Linked DNA regions of Mus musculus: region 1 is linked to region 2. The links are chromatin contacts, called in public promoter capture Hi-C maps. All regions are on one chromosome and are shown on one strand. The core of a region is the stretch at or near the end of the contact, and the rest is flanking DNA. Distances in the headings are between cores, read along the strand shown. Region 1 holds the start of Bbs2 (Bardet-Biedl syndrome 2 (human)). Region 2 holds the start of Irx3 (Iroquois related homeobox 3).

Evidence for each region. Promoter capture Hi-C pulls out the DNA fragments that hold promoters and counts their contacts.
Region 1: a contact with region 2 is called in a promoter capture Hi-C map of liver, with 2.6 times the contacts expected there. The contact joins the promoter of Bbs2 here to the promoter of Irx3 in region 2. A contact is called at or near these places in 1 of 39 promoter capture datasets (liver) and 1 of 115 datasets of contacts at active chromatin or transcription factors (embryonic forebrain).

The regions. Positions count from the first base shown.
Region 1 is chr8:94,097,094-94,099,793 of GRCm38.p6, reverse strand. Bbs2 (Bardet-Biedl syndrome 2 (human)) reads left to right here and starts at 1,285. Exons shown (of 17, transcript NM_026116.3): 1 at 1,285-1,558. The coding sequence starts at 1,442. It overlaps Gm39226 (a long non-coding RNA gene), which reads right to left and starts at 252. Exons shown (of 2, transcript XR_879106.1): 1 at 1-252.
Region 2 is chr8:91,800,100-91,803,016 of GRCm38.p6, reverse strand. Irx3 (Iroquois related homeobox 3) reads left to right here and starts at 1,363. Exons shown (of 4, transcript NM_008393.3): 1 at 1,363-2,052; 2 at 2,219-2,917. The coding sequence starts at 1,777.

The sequences.
Region 1 (2,700 bases), core at 36-2,535, 2.3 Mb before region 2:
TAAGGGATAGAATAATACATAGCCAAAAGCTTGGATGTGGGTTTCAAGAGGGAACGACTCACTTAGTATCTTATCAGCTACATAGACTGCTTAGTAGCTCTAGTTATATCTCAATGGGCTGTTAGGAATTCCACCCCACTCCCATCTTCTTTCTCTCTTTTGTTTTACTTTGAAAATTAGCTTACAAAGTAGCAGGTCTTTTATGACATTTTCATGCATACTATGGCTGGCTGATCCTTCTCACCTGCTAGTTCCTTTCTTCTACTCCCCCCCCCCCCCCCCCCCCCCCCCCCCCCCCCGCACATTTACTCTTCTTTCTTTCCCTTCTTTTTGATGAATACGTTTATAAGGTGACTTCACCGGTGCTTTGAGTAGAGTTTGCAATTTGCTAAGATGAACCGACTTGTCACAAGGATGTAAAGAGTTAAGTCACATCATTTATTTAAGTAGGGTTTCTTGTGAGGTCCCTAGCAAATTACAGATTTACAGCTGGCAAAGGAGAAAGGCCATGTCCGTTTAGTACTTAAGCAGGATTCAGTGCTTTTTCAACATTCTTAGTTGAAAGTCTTTTCATATAAAGGGCATGTTGTCTCTAGCTGAGCAACTTTGTACAAATGCTAATTGTCCTGAAAATCTTGACTCAGCTGGTGGAGCGCCTTAACTGGACTTGGGAGAGAAGTACTCTTTCCCTTCCCATGTCCCTCAACTTTGCATCGTTCTCTACTGCTTTATATTTACCACCTAAACTATTTAAATAAACTATACTCTTTACTTTTATCTTGAGGGGATTATTATTTTCGGGTTACTATTGACGTTTGCCTGGGCATAACAGCTAAAGCAAGGGATACACTAAGCACTTTAACGTTAGTTTTGTTTTGTTTTTTTAATCGTGCGTGTGCATGTCCTTGGAGCTGGTTTTCTGCTTCCAACTCGGGTCATCAGGGTTGGTATCAAGTGTCTTCACCCACTTAACTATCCGCCCCGTAAAGCCTTAGTTCTTGAACGAATGAAAGGGTGACATAGTGTGTGGCGTGTACGGGGTGCAGCTTGGCTGACACGCTACAGAGAATCCTGGGGAGGTACTGGCTTAGACACCGCCATCCCAGACGCCAAGGTAAGGCTTCATCTAACACTAATTTACAGCCGCAGTCCGAGGACAGACAAAGAACGCAGGCCAACCAGGCACGACGCCACTGCGCAGTCGCAGGAGCTAGTTGGGACTTGCGTAGCTCTGCCGCTGGGAGGGTCCGCGCAGGCGTAGAGAGAGTTGGCGACACCGATCGCGCTCTAGTCTGCGCTTCCGGCGCCGGGCCTGTGGCGTTCCGCAGTCCTGCGTGTATTTACCTCCTACTCCTCATCCGCTGCTAGGCAACCGGCCGGCCAAGCTGCTTGCCTTGCGCCTGCGTCGGGCATCTGTCTTCCGCCCCTAGCTGGCGCCATCATGCTGCTGCCTGTGTTCACTCTGAAACTGCGCCACAAAATCAGCCCCCGCATGGTGGCCATAGGGCGCTACGACGGGACTCACCCGTGCTTGGCTGCCGCCACCCAAGCGGGCAAGGTAACCGCTCCCACCCGGACTCCTGCCTCCTCCAGATCCCGCCCCTCACGCTGCCCCGCCCCCTGCCCGCATTGCCTGGCAACCGGTCGCCGCTGTCCTTGGCTCCAGTCCCATCAAAGTGGGATTTCAAAGAACAGCTTTGTAGCAGTGACGTTTTTTATCACCAGGTTCTCAGTGTTGAACAGTATTGAGGACAGATCAGGAACCTAGGGAAAAGAAGTCTCAAGAAAAAGGAGCGCTTGTCCAGGAGTAGCAGCGATTGCTGACTCCAGATTCATGCCCAGGGCCTCTGCTTGCCTCCAGGATTCTCTTCCATATTTGCCTCTTTACAGTGGAGGAAGCGGGTGGGGTGGGGACAACAACCCAATGTTAAATTCAGATTGTAGTTTTGGTCCTTGATCACGTACATTCAGATCTTATCCCCATAACCTAAGTGTTCATTAAATGGTTATTATGAGCCACATACTGAGAAAGGGGTGTCAGGGTCACAGATAAAAAAAAAATTCAGATTTAGACCCAGTTTGCAAACAAAAGAAATTGTGAAAGTGAGATTGAATTCTTGTTGTTAGACTCAGCAGGTATGCCAGGTACACAATTGCATTTGTGTAAGGAGTTTTCAAGACACTGCCATGTGTGTTGTATGTTACCTTATATGCTACTTCTAGGGTTCCGTAGCAGGAACATAAGGATTCGTTTAAATGGGTTATGATTTCATAAACTGGTATGGTGAAGTAAAATGCTGAACATTCGTCTTGGTATGTGATGCTACTAGTTAAGAGGCGCTACCAGTCCTGAGGTAGTGCTACACATTTGTTATTTTATCTGTTCAAGAGATTGGGATCATAAGTTCAAAGCTAGCCTGGGCAACATAGGAAGACCCTGTCTCAAAATTAAAATTTTAGAAGAAGGGAGTTCTTTGTCCAATTGTCACTTGGATAAAGGCATGCACTGCTAAGTTTGATGACCTGAGTTCTGTCCTAGGGACACACAACATGGAGAGAGATCTGACTCTTGTAAGTTGTTGTCATCTGACCTTCACATGTGCTATAGAGCCTGGACACACACACATACCCACACACACACACACACACACACACACACACACGAATATTCAAATAGTAATATTAAAAAGGCTGATGATG
Region 2 (2,917 bases), core at 114-2,613:
GCCTGGCCCGCGCGTGGGTCGCCGCTACAGCCTTATCTGGGAGCTCCAGCTATCCCGGGAATTTCAGTATGACTTTCCACTGCACACACTAATCCGTGACGGTGGGCACTTGGACACTCACATTTCAAGTTAGATTTAGGAAATATCCTACCATAAAACCAAAGTCTTGCTCCCCGCCCCCACAATGCACACTCTCTACGGCTCTGGGGGAATTCTCGCCAAAAGAAAAACGCTGGGTCTGGGGACCAGAGAGCGGAAAGGGGAGGGGGATAGTGAAATGAATGGTCGCAATTAAAAAAAAAAAAATCACACCAACATAGAAACTTCTCGGAAGAGCTTTCGGAAAGTTCCCAGAGCCTAGGCTCTAAGTTTCTCTGCTCCTCCCCCACTCCATAGCCAGGAGCTCCACCAACTCCTTGCTTGTTCCACCAGACCACCTAGGCGCCAAACTCACTATTTCTTGTGAGGATTCTCAACAAGGTACCCTGGAGGTGTAAATGTAGCAAACTGCGGGGTTCCCCCGCCCTCCCCCCACCCAGCACAGAATAGGTCTTTTAAAGCTCGGAGAGGCAGCACTCCCAACTCCCAGGCAGCACGTTCACTCTTTTAGCTGCAGGCTTAGGCTTTGGAGAACGACCTAGGGACCAGAGCTGAAAAGTGCAAAGGGAGCCACGGGGGGGGGGGGGGGAGGGCGGGAAGCCCCGGAAGCCTGCCTTGGTCCAGGGTCCTGTCCCAACCCGGAACTACAGCTTCGAAGGGGGCTGAGAATTGAGGAGTTGGAAGACCTGAGGGGCTAGGTGACCCTGTACTAAGCCGCCACTCGTGGTCTCGGCTCTCCCCTCCGAGTGCGGGCAGGAGGGGGCGGGAAGAGACTGAGTCCAGTCCCGCCCCGCCCCGCCCGGCGCTCTGTACTCGCGGGGGAGGGCCGCCTCGCCCAGAAGGCTCCCGGGTGATTGGCGACTCCAGGAGGAGACGCAGGGAAAAGTCGAATAAGAGGGCGCGACGTCAGACTCGAGATTTGGGGAAGGGTGAAGGAGGGGGTGGAAGGGCGGGGACGGACACACAGACACTGACGCGGACACACACCCCCCGCACAGCGTTCTAAGTGTCTTCAACTTTAAGCCGCCTTAGCTCAGGGTGCGGAGACCGGGGAAGAGGGGAAGAGAGAACGAGAGAGTAAAGAGATTTAAAAGAGAGGAGTCAGACTAGGAAAAGTGAAGAGAGCAGAAAGGTGAGCAAAAGCAACCGTGAGAAACAGAAAGAGCAAAAAGAACCGCAGTTTCCCAGCGTCCAGGACTGCGAAGGAGCCTCGGGAGCGGAAGCGGCCAGGGGTGGGGTGAGGGGGGACGCAGCGAGGGGAGGGGAGAGGACAGGACAGGAGGAGAGTGTAAACTAGAGGAGGGCGAAGGAAGCGAGGCGCGACACAGCTCCCGGAGAGGAGGGCAGAACTGAGCGCCTAGCGCAGAGCGGCTCGCCCGGCCTAGAGGAGGGAGTGCTGCGCAGAGAGGAGGGGCTTGAGGCCCCGTAGAAATGTCAATCAGAGCCCGGAGCCCAGGGAATCTCGGCCAATCTGTTCGGACCTGACCTGACTCCTCGCTGCCGCCGCTGCCGCCGCCGCCGCCCGCCGCGGAGCAGATCAATAGGCGAACGCGGAGCGCGACGCAGCGCGGCCCGGGCTCGGCCCAGCCCCCGATGCGCTCCGGAGCCGGGGTCCGGAGCTGAGCACGGCGGCTCGGGGGTCCGGGCCCCCAGTCCGTAGGTGCGCCGCGGGCCACCATGTCCTTCCCCCAGCTCGGATACCAGTACATCCGCCCTCTCTACCCACCCGAACGCCCGGGAGCTGCGGGCGGCGGTGGAGGCGGCAGTAGCGCTGGGGGCCGGAGCGGTCCCGGCGCCGGAGCCTCCGAGTTGGCCGCCTCTGGGTCCCTATCCAATGTGCTTTCATCAGTGTACGGGGCACCCTACGCCGCTGCCGCAGCTGCCGCCGCCGCCGCTCAGGGTTACGGCGCCTTCCTGCCCTACGCCACGGAGCTGCCCATCTTCCCACAGCTGGTAAGAGCCAGAGAAACCCGGGAGAGAGGGGTTGGAGTTGGGGTGTGGGGCAAGGTGAGCGTGCAGAAGAAAGCTGGGGTCCCGGCGGGAGGATAAAGGTGGGGACGGCAGGAGCTCACTCGCGCTCCCTGCGCGCGTGTCCCCTTCCTTTTCCATGTGCGTACAGGGCGCTCAGTATGAGCTGAAGGACAGCCCTGGCGTCCAGCATCCGGCCACGGCCGCCGCGTTCCCGCACCCGCACCCCGCCTTCTACCCCTATGGCCAGTACCAGTTCGGGGACCCGTCCCGTCCCAAGAACGCCACCCGGGAAAGCACGAGCACGCTCAAGGCCTGGCTCAACGAGCACCGCAAGAACCCGTACCCCACCAAGGGCGAGAAGATCATGTTGGCCATCATCACCAAGATGACCCTCACCCAGGTGTCCACCTGGTTCGCCAACGCGCGCCGGCGCCTCAAGAAGGAGAACAAGATGACGTGGGCTCCCCGTAGTCGCACGGACGAGGAGGGCAATGCTTATGGGAGCGAGCGGGAGGAGGAGGACGAAGAGGAAGACGAGGAAGAGAGCAAACGCGAGCTGGAGATGGAGGAGGAGGAGCTCGCAGGAGAGGAGGAGGACACGGGGGGCGAGGGGCTGGCCGACGACGACGAGGATGAGGAGATCGATTTGGAAAACTTAGACAGCGCGGCAGCCGGGTCGGAGCTGACCCTGGCTGGGGCGGCGCACAGGAACGGCGACTTCGGCCTGGGACCCATTTCGGACTGCAAAACTAGCGACTCGGACGACAGCTCCGAAGGCTTGGAGGACCGACCACTGTCGGTCCTGAGCCTGGCCCCACCGCCACCGCCCGTGGCCAGGGCTCCTGCA